2 separate regions of the Sus scrofa genome follow, and region 1 is linked to region 2. A link is a contact called in public HiChIP or PLAC-seq data. All regions are on one chromosome and are shown on one strand. Each heading gives the region's core, a stretch centred on a gene start, on an enhancer-like site or on the middle of the called end of the contact. The rest is flanking DNA. Distances are from core to core; before and after follow the strand shown.

Evidence for each region. HiChIP or PLAC-seq counts read pairs in DNA pulled down with a chosen protein or histone mark.
Region 1: a contact with region 2 is called in an H3K27ac HiChIP or PLAC-seq map of alveolar macrophages. The contact joins the promoter of CAMK1 here to the promoter of BRK1 in region 2. A contact is called at or near these places in 1 of 5 promoter capture datasets (fetal liver), 2 of 47 Hi-C or Micro-C datasets (heart right ventricle and liver) and 1 of 2 datasets of contacts at active chromatin or transcription factors (alveolar macrophages).

Annotation. Positions count from the first base shown.
Region 1 is chr13:66,051,160-66,056,818 of Sscrofa11.1, forward strand. CAMK1 (calcium/calmodulin dependent protein kinase I) reads right to left here and starts at 4,099. Exons shown (of 14, transcript NM_001190195.2): 1 at 3,965-4,099; 2 at 1,935-1,973; 3 at 1,927-1,932; 4 at 1,861-1,924; 5 at 126-257. The coding sequence starts at 1,941.
Region 2 is chr13:66,311,715-66,317,377 of Sscrofa11.1, forward strand. BRK1 (protein BRICK1) reads left to right here and starts at 3,724. Exons shown (of 3, transcript XM_003132361.5): 1 at 3,724-4,001. The coding sequence starts at 3,800. It overlaps FANCD2OS (FANCD2 opposite strand protein), which reads right to left and starts at 1,251. Exons shown (of 2, transcript XM_021069317.1): 1 at 879-1,251. The coding sequence starts at 936.

The DNA.
Region 1 (5,659 bases), core at 2,849-5,348, 260 kb before region 2:
CATTTTATAAAAGCAATTTGAGGCTCAGAGAAGTTAGATGATTTGCCCAAAGCAAAGGCAGGAGGAGGATGGGAGAGGTTGAGGTAGGGTCAACCCAGGGCAGGGACAGGATGTGGCCCACGCACTTGTGTAGGACAGCGATCTCATTCTCCATGCTGCCCTCCTTGCCTTCCAGAGCCTTCTTGGCGATACATTTGATGGCCACCAGCTTCTGAGTCCTCTTATCTTCTGCCAGGATTACCTCTGAGAAGGCCCCTCTGCAGTGAGAGGGGATTTACGAGGTGGGAAACAGGAACCTCCGCTTCCCTCCAGCCTCTCCTCCATACCCTATGAGTTACAAAACCACCTCCAGACCAAGGAGGTAAGATGAGTCTCCCTCTATCATTCATTCACCCTCCTGGTGCTACAGGTGACCCATCCTGTGACCTATACCACACCCACAGCAACGCCAGATTCTTAACCCAATGAGCGAGGCCAGGGATTGAACCCACAACCTCATGGTTCCTAGTCAGATTTGTTTCTACTGCACCACAACAGTAACTCCAGAATTTGAATTTTAACAAGATCCTTAGGTGATATGTATGCTCACTAAAGTTTGAAAAGCAATGCTTTCTAACAGGCTCTTAGAAAGGAACATACTCATTTGCACTAAAGTTCACTGATTAAGGCAGGTTTACTAGAGTACTCTTTCTAGGACTATTTTTCTTTCCCTGGGATAATAAGTCATAAGTCAAAGGAAAGCATCTCTCATGGTGAAATCTCAATCATCAAAGTAACTAGTGACTGTGACACCTTCATTGCTGGTTTCTGGTCTTGTCCCTCTCCAATTTATCTGCCATACTGTGGCCAGAGTGACCATCCTAAATTGCAATCTGCCAGAAAGTCTTAAATGTCTTCCTATGTTTTTGTTTTTTTTTTTTTTTTGGCTGCACATGTACAAGTTCCCAGACCAGGGATCGAACCTGTCCTGCAGGCGTGGCATGTACCATGGCTGCAGCGATGCTGGATCTTTAACCAGCTGCACCACAAGGGAACTTCAAAGGTGATTTTTTTTTTTTTTTTTTTTTTTTTTTTGTCTTCCTATGACTTGTGGGATTAAGTCCAGCCTCCATAGCTTGGTATTCACCTTCCATGATCTGTTCCTCTCAGCCTCTTCTACTCTTCCCCAGCCTCTGTTATAAGCTTTACCAGACTCTACCTCTTTCCATACACAACATGCCTTTGAGCCTTTGCTTATGCTAATTCCTTCTGCCTGGAATACCTTCTCTTTCTCTGACAAGTACACTCCTACCCATCCTTTCAGTCCCCAGCTCTCAGGCCCCTTCTCCAGAAAGTTTATCCCCACACAGAAGTCTCTGCTCTCTCTGGGCTCAACAAAGTCCTCATTCATGACTTTAGCTGGAGCAGAGCACACACCTGTTGTCATCTTACGTGGGTCTGTCTCCCTCACATGTTTGGGATCAATGTGAGGGGCAAAGATCAGGTTTGAGTTATTTCTGGATTCCCACCATTGTGGGCAGCCATGCCCAGCCTCAGTTCTAAAACCTAGGTTAGAACCCCCAGTTCTTGGCAGCAAGTTTGAAAAAGTGGCTCCTTCATTCTCATCACAGGAACCTAGAACTCTGGCAAGAGCCGCCTCAGTTCCCACCCACCGTCAGCCAGAAGTGAAAAGCCAAGGCCAGTCTGGGCCAGGCAATGCTACCATAGGGCCTGGGCTGCAAGAAACAGGAAGCAGTGATCAACTGGCCAGAGGAAGCACCGCCCTGGCCTCAGCCCCTCCAGGCCCAGGGGTAAGGGCCTTCCCAACCCCACCTCCCATCTCAGGGACAGCCGCCCCTTCACTCCCACCCTGAGACTCACGTTCCTAGAACATCACGGAAGTCGTAAATGTCTCTAATATCCTCCGCCTGCTTCCAGGTGGGGCTTCCACTGCCCCGGCATGGTCCACTGCCCCCCAACCACAGCCAGGGCTCCTAGGAAGGAGAATGGAAGAAGACTCAGTGGGGCCCCCATCTTTGTAGGAACTTGCTTGGGGGCTCCTGTTCAGTCACTCAGCCCACACTGAATCATTCCTTGATCATTCATTAGACAAAGTCATTCAGCAAACATTCATTCACAGCCATTTGTTCTTTCAACACCTATGCAGCACGCCCTATGCTTAGAGGAAAATCCCTCAGGGTGGCAGCAAAATTCTTTATTCAACAAAGTCACTCATTCATTCATTAATTCAGCTCACCTCCCAGTTTCTCCCTCTCTAAATCCAAACGCTTAGGGGCACACTGATCTCTGGGAGAAGTGCAGAGAAGACCCCAGAGCAGCTTGTAGAAACGCACTGCCCTGGAGGATCCCCTTGTCCCAGAACCAGTGATGTCCCAGCCCCACCCTCAGAATTGCTGGGGTGTCTCCTCTCCCTCCCCCTTCTCCCTGCCAGGCCTCTTGGAAATCAGGTTTCCGGCAGCCTGGGCTTCCAGCAATATCTCTGCCACGTTTTTTAAATAGCTCCTTCCACACTGTTACCACAGCAACAGCAGCCACAGCTGGAGCTCCCCAGGCCTCTTATTACCCCCTCTCCCTTCTGACTCCCCATCTGGATCCCAGCAACCTGAGAAATTGTCCCACCCAACCTGTCCCTTCCTGGCTTCATCTCATCCTGATCCAGCCTATACTTTTCACCACTGAGACCTCACCACCACGGAGACTCTAACCAGTAGTAGAGGGTGAGCTCTCCCCATTTATCAGATGAAGAATGGGGAGACGAAGGTTGGTGATGGATAGGGTTTGGATCCAGAGTTGCTCAATGACCCCTAGCTGGGCCCCAGCAAAGACTGCTGGAGGCAAAGACCTAGGAAGGCACTGCAGCCAGACTAGGACCCATCCAGAGAACACAGCCTCTCAATCCCATCCCAGGTCCACAGAGAGTGAAGCCAAAACAGAGCTCAGTGTACTGTGTGTCCTCAGGGAGGGCCCTTTCCTTCTCTTTTTCCTCCATGGGAAAAAATGAGGGGAAGGTGCCCTGATTAGAGCTCCTAGTGTGGGATTCCACTCTTTGGATGGGACATGTTCCCAAGGGGGCCTGGCCACCAATCCCAAGGGGCAGAAACTTCTAGGAAAGGAGACTTGGTGGTAAGCTGTAGAGGCAGAATTTTAAACCCACCTGGAAGCCTGGCAGATATGAACCTCACAGTTTCACATCAAAAGCCACCCACACCCCTGAACCCAAACACCTGCCTCCAGCACACGCCATCCCCAGTTACTCTGACACTTGATCACACATGTACACCCGGACGTCAGCACACACATCCAAACACACACTCCCCCAGACATCCTCACACCCAAACATCCCTCTCATACCCCAAAACACACATCCATACACACCTTGATGACACCCAGACAGGCAGACACACACACTCACCTGTATACCAGACATCCCAGATTCATTCATACCTTTATCCTAGAAGCTCTTCAACTGCAAATCCTTATACTCCTAACTCCAAACATGGTCAGCACACAACTGTATACGTCCCCAACTCTGACTTACTGCCCTTTTGAGCTGGATACCAGCACACCACAACACCTGGACATATATCTGCAACAAAAGCACTGACTCCCAGACATCCGCACGGATACCCTTATACACCAACATGCTGCAACTTCATATCTGAAGCCCCTTGCCAAAGCTAAGTCACTCTCATATCCCAACACATCCATACCTCCAAATGCCCAGTCCTTCCACATTCAGGCCCAGCTGAAGGCAGACACGCACGCACACACATCCCTTCCCCACCTTCCTCTTTTACCCACTCAGTTTCCCACCGGCACCTGCTGGGCCTGGGGCAGAGGTTGGGGAGTGAGGCCCGGCCCTGCCCATCTAGAGTCCGGCACGCCCGGGCTCCCCTTTCCATCCTTGGGGGAGGGTATCCAGCGGCTGCGCCCAGGGTCGGGCGGCGCGGCTTTGGGCTTGTACCTGCGGCTGCCCCGCCGCGGGGCTGGCTGGGAGGCCGGAGGTGCCTGGTGCTGGGCTCTGGCCGCTGGCCGCTGGCCGCCGTCCGCCGCCCGCCGCTGCTGCGCGCCTGGCCCCGCCGCCGGCTCTCTCGCTGGGGCTTGGTTCGGACTCGGCTGGCTCCCTCCGCCCGCCTGCGGCTCTGATGTCAGTGGAGGAGGAGCCTGCGACGGAGGGACTGGGGACTGGGAGGTGAGGCTCCGCTCCCGGGCTGGGAAAGGGGCGAGAGGTCAGGAGTTAACAGCGGCCGCCCTTCGTGCAGGTCAGATCCTCCGCTGGGTTCTTTTCATCCTTCGTCATCAGGCTGGGTCCCCGTTTCACAGTAGGAACAACTGAGGCACAGAGAGATGAAGCGCTCAAAGTCAGTTGGTCAGAAGCAGAGTCGAATTCGAACACAAGTCTGTCTGATGCCGGAAGCTGGCCATTTTCGCCCTATCTCTAGGAGTTTCTTTCAGACCAGTTCTGGGAGCTCCCTTAGGGTTGGGCGCTGTCCTACTCTCCCTGCCCCTGTCCGCCCCTGGGAATTAGGCCCAGGGAAGAGCTCTAGAGACTGAGAGGAGTGGAGGCCTGGGGCCGTTCGGAAAGGACAAGGCAAGGGTAGGTGATGAAGAGAATTGAGACAGTCTTAGGGTGGGGATCCCATTTGACTTGCGGGAAAACTGAGGTCCCTCTCTGAGGCAGAGCTAAGGCTCTAATTCTCCACACCTGCAGAGCTGATGCTCTAATTCCCTACACCTGCGGGCCAGATCGGGTGTGGTGCCCAGAGGGACTGGGGCGGGGAGGGAAGGGGGAGGGGGGAGAGTTAAATCTGGATCCTCGTGGAAGCGGGCCAAAGAGGACCACGTGACTGGGCTGGCGCCAGCGGCCTTTGGCTCAGGGCCAGGTTGGGAGAGGAAGCCCAAAACCGCTCTGGGGCGGCGGGCAAGGGGCCAAAAGACCTGGTCTGTGTCCTCTTGAGCAAGGCCTTCCTTGGGGAGAAGGGACTGAGGGAGCAACTCCCAGAAAGAAGGGGTGGGGCTGGACTGGAGCCAGCCGGAGGAGGCACGTTTCTGGGGACCCCCCACTCCACCTCATGGCCGCTCCTCAATCTTGAATTCCTGCATTTTACAGCTGCAGATAGGGAGAGGACAATGCTTAGCTCAATCTCATTTTCAATTGGCTTTTCCCTGTCTTAACCTCAGGACTGTGTCCGAAGGTGGTCAGGTTATTGTGCCCATTCTACAATGAGAGAGGAAGAGGTTCCTAGAAAGGCTTTAGAGACTAACTTTTCTGAGTCACACTTTACCTCTCTTAGCCTCAATTTCTTCATTTGGAATATGGAATATTGATGACTGACTCAGAATTTTCCTGAGAATTCTGTGGGATAATGGATGTGACGTGCCTGGAGTACCACCGGGGTTCAAAATATGACAGCTAGACTTACTTTAGGGTAAACTGAGGTTCAGAGAAGGAACCTGTTTTTTCTGGGGTCAGGGGACTAAGGAGCAATTCCCCTCCCTCAGATCTCCTTGCCTTTGGTTGGATTCTTTCACATGTCAGGTAATAGAATCCGAAACTAAACCAGCTTCACCAAAGAGGAACCAATGGCTCATAATAGCTGAGGCAAGATGGATGGAAGAACGCCATGGGTCAGAATCTGAGACTGGAATTGGAGACAAA
Region 2 (5,663 bases), core at 2,474-4,973:
TTAAAGAGTATTATTGGTGGTGTTTCAAACCAGAAGACCTCCCCCTGACCATGGCTGGTATAAAGGAGACTTGTTGATTTCCTCCAACTGGTATGTTTCTCCTGATCTGTTTAGGCCCATGTACACACTTTCTTCAAATATCTCCAGCTGCCTTTGGATGAGAAATTGACATCAGAGGGATAGTTACATATTCCAAACAGCCTATGAAAGGCTTCTAATGCTTGTTATTATGACCCTAAACTCAGGACTGCTCTGGTACACCACCAAGGCACAGTGGAGGAGGGTGTTAACTCCTCTGAGTATGTGATCATAATCCCAGGAGCCTTTCCTCCTTTGTCTCTTAAGAGGCAACAGGGCAGGGGGACAAGGCTTTATCAAATGTCCAGCCTAAATACTCAGCAGAACCAACATGGGATGAGAGAGGGCTTCTGACCCCAGGTCTTTCTACCACTTTGTCACAAGGTTCAAATAAGGATATTTCACACCCCCACTCCCACCTTCCAGAAGTCACCATCATCCACTCCAGGAGGGGTTGAACCTAGGAAGTCTGTTCAAGCAGCTCTAGTAGCTCCCAAATGGGGAACACCTGGTTCTGGCTAAAAAGTCTTCCCCTTGGTACCAGTCCCCCTCCGAGGACCCGCATCCTGATTTCCCCATCTGGGAAAGTGGAAGACAGCGTCTTAAGTACCCCTGAGGTTCTTGTGAACTGTGAACTGCGATCCCAAGGGGCTGGAGCTACCCTGAGTGGGGAAGGCTTCCCCTTCCGGCCAGGAGAGTGGGCTGTCCCCGGGGGTCCCTACCCGGGGGCGGGGACAGAGGGCTAGCGGAGGTGGTGGTGAGAGCCCAGGCCGGTCCCACCATCCGGGCCAGGGGCTCACCTGCTGAACTCCGAGGGCCACACGCTCCAGAGTGGCGGCCGCTGTTTCCAGGCCGCATCTTTTCTCCACCGGGCGCCTGGCAACCGCCTTTGTGACCCGGAAAGCACGCGGTGGGTGGGGGTGGGGTGGGGGACTCGAGGAGCCCCGCTGGGAGCCCCCACCTCCCTGGAACACTTGGCCCGGGCCTTAGCCTTCAGCAGTGCCAGTTGGACCCCCACCCCCTCTCTTCCCCTTTGGCAGTTGATCTGTGCCTTTGATTTGGCAGAAGAGGGCCTACTCCAAAGACTGGCCTGGAATCTACATGTGTTCCTGGAGCTATAGTTAGTGTCAAAAAGTAAGCTCCAGGAGTTCCCCTGGCGGCCTAGCAGTTAAGGATTTGGTGGTGTCACTGCTAGGGTGCAGGTTCTTATCCCTGGCTCAGGAACTTCCGCATGCCCTGAGCACCACCAAAAAAAAAAAAAAGAGGGGGAGTAAGTTCTAGTCTTTAAACCCTGCTCTGGGGGTTCAGGCTGACTTGCGCAGAGTTCCAAAGTCTTTTGCTGCTGCACTGGAAAGATCCAGGCACTAGGAGACAGTTTATAAATGCTAACCTGTCAAGAGCAAGAAGAAAGATTCATGTCTCTCCCTGACTTCCTGGCCAAAAACTTTGCTCTGCTTCCTGTTAAATCTCAAAAAGAACAAATTAACTAATGGCCCACCTGCCCTTAGCTTACAAACCCAGAAATTGCCCTGGTGCTTTATGAGCAGTCACCTTTTTGTCTGGCTCTTTGGATGAAGCCAAGGGGAGGAGACTGGGAGCCTGGGGATGTGGTGTCAGGATAAGATTCTAGTTTGGAAGATCTGATAGTCTGGAGGGACTTGTCAAGAATTGTCAGGTGTCCACTGTGTGCATGTGCCTGTGGAAGGAGAGATCAGTGGAGAGAGTGGGAGGCTGAGGCAGAAAAATGGAGAGGGGCAGAGACTGATGAGTCTTGGAAAAGACTAAAATGATTTTGAACTACTGGTTTTTTCCCTAGTAAGTTTATTTAATTAATTTATTTATTTACTTATTTAGTCTTTTTAGCACAGCATATGGAAGTTCCCAGGCTAGGGGTCGATTCAGAGCTGCAGCTGCCGGCCTACACCACATCCACAGCAATGCAGGATCCAAGCTGTGTCTGAGACCTACACCACAGCTCATGGCAATGCTGGATATTTCACCCACTGAGCGAGGACAGGAATCAAACCTGTATCCTTATGGATACTAGTCGGGTTTGTTACTGCTGAGCCACAATGGGAACTCCTTTATTTTCTCTTGAATCAGAGACAAAAGTTTTTATTGTGCAGTTGAGTTTTTTTTAATGAAAGTCTGCAAAGCAAAATTATATGATTAAAAATTGTTAGACAATGGTTCATCATGCTGTACAGTAGAAAAAATGACAGAACTCTGTAAACCAGCTATAATGGAAAAAATATCATTATATAAAATAAAGACAGTTCCCATCGTGGCGCAGTGGTTAACGAATCCGACTAGGAACCATGAGGTTGCGGCTTCGGTTCTTGGCCTCGCTCAGTGGGTTAACAATCCGGTGTTGCTGTGAGCTGTGGTGTAGGTTGCAGACGCCGCTCGGATCCCATGTTGCTGTGGCACTGGCGTAGGCTGGCAGCTACAGCTCGGATTCGACCGCTAGCCTCGTGAACCTCCATATGCCGTGGGAGCGACCCAAGAAATGGCAGAAAGACTAAATAAATAAAGACAAAATATTTTTTAAAATTGTTAAAAAAGAAAAAGAAAAAGGAATTCCCATCGTGGCACATTAGAAACGAATCCGACTAGGAACCATGAAGTTTCGGGTTAGATCCCTGGCCTTGCTCACCGGGTCAAGGATCCATTGTTGCCGTGAGCTGTGGTGTAGGTTTGCAGACGCTGCTTTGATCTGGCATTGCTGTGGCATAGGCTGGCAGCTACAGCTCTGATTAGACCCCCTAGTCTGGAAACCTCCATATGCCAGGGGTGCGGGCTCCCCCACCAAAAAAAAAGAAAAGAAAAAATTTTGTATTTTGTTTTCTTCTTCACTTTAGCATGTGTGTTCTGTTGCCATAATTGACATTTAAATGACCTCATAATATTGCTCTAAGTGACTATACTGATATTTAGCCATTCCCCAACAGTTGAGATTTGTTTTTTTAAATGAATGATGCCTTTAAGAACATTGTGCTCAAAGTGTTTTCTCTTTTCCAATGAGCTCTTCTTTTTTGTCTTTTTTGGGCCGCATCCCAAGGCATGTGGACTTCCCAGGCTAGGGGTCGAATCAAAGCTGTAAGCTGCCAGCCTGGACCACAGCCATCAGATCAAAGACTCTGCAGCTCTATCTAACCCACTGAGCTAGTGCCAGGGATGGAATCCACGTCATGGATACTAGTCATGTTCCTTACGGCTGAGCCACAACGGGAACTCCACCAATGACTTTATTAAATTTCCTTCTGAATAGATCTTGCCAGCTTACAGTATGACCAGCTATTTACTAATTTTCCCATTTCCCTTCAGCCAGCCTCTTCATCTCTAAGTATTATAGTTTAAAAAAATAACCTTTTGTTCATTTGATAAATGCAAGGTGGGCATCATGTGTTGTTAAAAGGCATTTTTGAAATGACTTGTGTTTTCTGTGGTTTAATTGGCATTGCCCAGCTTATTGTGGTCAGAGATCTCAGTTTGGAGCGCCTGAAGTTAGGGTTGATGCGGGCTCACGCGCCCCCTAACGACCAAAACTGCCAGTGACTGAGGGGGGACGGGGGGGGCTCTGAGTGCGTGCGCACTCCATTCTCCAAGCCGGTTTTGCGGCCACCGTTTTCCGGGGTGTGGGAGAAGAGCGAAGACGCTGGCGGGGACTTGACAATGCGCAGGCGCATCACGAAGCCTGTGGATTTGTGGCCAACCGAGCATGGGCGTGGGCTGGCTGCGTCGGCGCACTGGAGGCCTGGAGGGTCGAGGCGCGTGCGCAGTCGCGCTTCCTTCAGCTGCAGCCATGGCAGGCCAAGAGGATCCCGTGCAGCGGGAGATTCACCAGGATTGGGCGAACCGGGAGTACATTGAAGTCATCACCAGCAGCATCAAGAAAATCGCAGACTTTCTCAACTCGTTTGGTCAGCGGGCGAGCAGGGGGAGGCAGGGAGGAGGGGGGCCCGCCTAGGGAGGGCGCTGAGAAGCTTTGACGCGGGTTCTGGGAGCCGTGGGCTCCTGCTGGTGTTTGCTTCCGCCTTCAGGCCGCACTTTTCCCCTCTCGCTCTGACCCCCGGCCTCCACTGATCATTCCCTGTGGGGTTATCCTGCCCCACGCTGAGCTCATCGGCTTCATTGCCTTCCCCCCGCATCCAGTAACAAGTCCGTTCCTTTCCCGGACGTGTCAGACAGCCCCATCCATCGCCTGAATCTTTCCTTCTCTTCAGGCGTCTCCCTTCTTTTGTGCTTCGTTTCAGTCGTCACTTGGTGCTCAGAGAGCGCTGTCCAGAAGCCCTTTAGCGTCGAGCCTGTTAGTCGCCCCTCCTGTCGGTCCTTTCCTGTCTCGGCGTGTGCTGTGCAGAGTGGTAGATGAGAGCGGAGGAGGGCCCACATCGCGTCCGGCCAGGGACATCTCTGCATCGCTAGTATCTAGACCACAGTGGGTGTTGTCTGCTTCTAGCAAAATCTTTCCTTGGCATGACCTGTCCGTGACAGTCTTAAAGTTCCTTCCGCGTTGTTTCCTATCCTTGTGCTACACCCTGCAGCAGAGACTCCTGACTCTTGTTCTCCGAGTGTTACTTTGAAAGAACCGGGCACTGGGTAAACTTTTTATGTCATCACAAGGTGTGGGGATGACATCTAGTGATCTTTTTCCAGTTGTGCTTCTGGCCCACTAATTCAGCAACATTAAGCGATTAAGTAGGGGAAACTGATAAATTTAAAAAGACTTAAAAAGGAATTATTTTCTTGCTAAGAGAAGTCCAAAGGAGTGTATAAAGGTGACAGCAAGAGATTTGTCCAAAAGCATCAGCAAGACAAACTAGATCTGAGTACAAGGCTCTTTCTCAGTCTCTGTGGGGAAGACAGAATAAGAACCATTTCCTACAATTAAGTGATTTCTATTTTGAAGATGAAATAATGACATCAGAGCAAAGCAGAACATTGTTTCTGATTTAATATATTTACATATAGGAATTCCCCTTGTTGCTCGGCAGTAACAAACCTGACTAGTATCCATGAGGACCTGTGTTTGATTCTTGGCCACACTCAGTAATTTAAAGATCTGTGTTGCAGGAGCTGTAGTGTAGGGTGCAGAGGTGGCTGGGATTCTGCATTCCTCTGGCTGTGGTGTAGGCCAGCAGCTACAGCTCCGATTCAACCCCTAGCCTTGGAACTTCCATATGCCTTGGGTTTGGCCCTGAAAAGACAAATATATACATGGTCTTTTACATTTGTATGTAAATACACATTATTTATTTATAATAAGCTTATAAAATATATAAATATATATACTTGCATACAAATGTGTAGGACTATAACCTTTTTAAAAAATGTTTAAAATTCTTATAGCCATACCCATGGCATATGGAAATTTCTGGGCCAGGGATTGAATTCAAGCCACAGCTGCAGCAACAACAGATCTTTTAACCCAGTGCCCTGGGCTGGAGATTGAACCCACACCTCTGCAGTGACCAGAGCCACTACAGTCGGATTCTTAACCCACTGCACCACTGCAGGACCTCTAGAACTATAATCTTGATATGTTTTGGGATGGTGGAGTCCTCATTCAGGGACTGGGGGAAAGG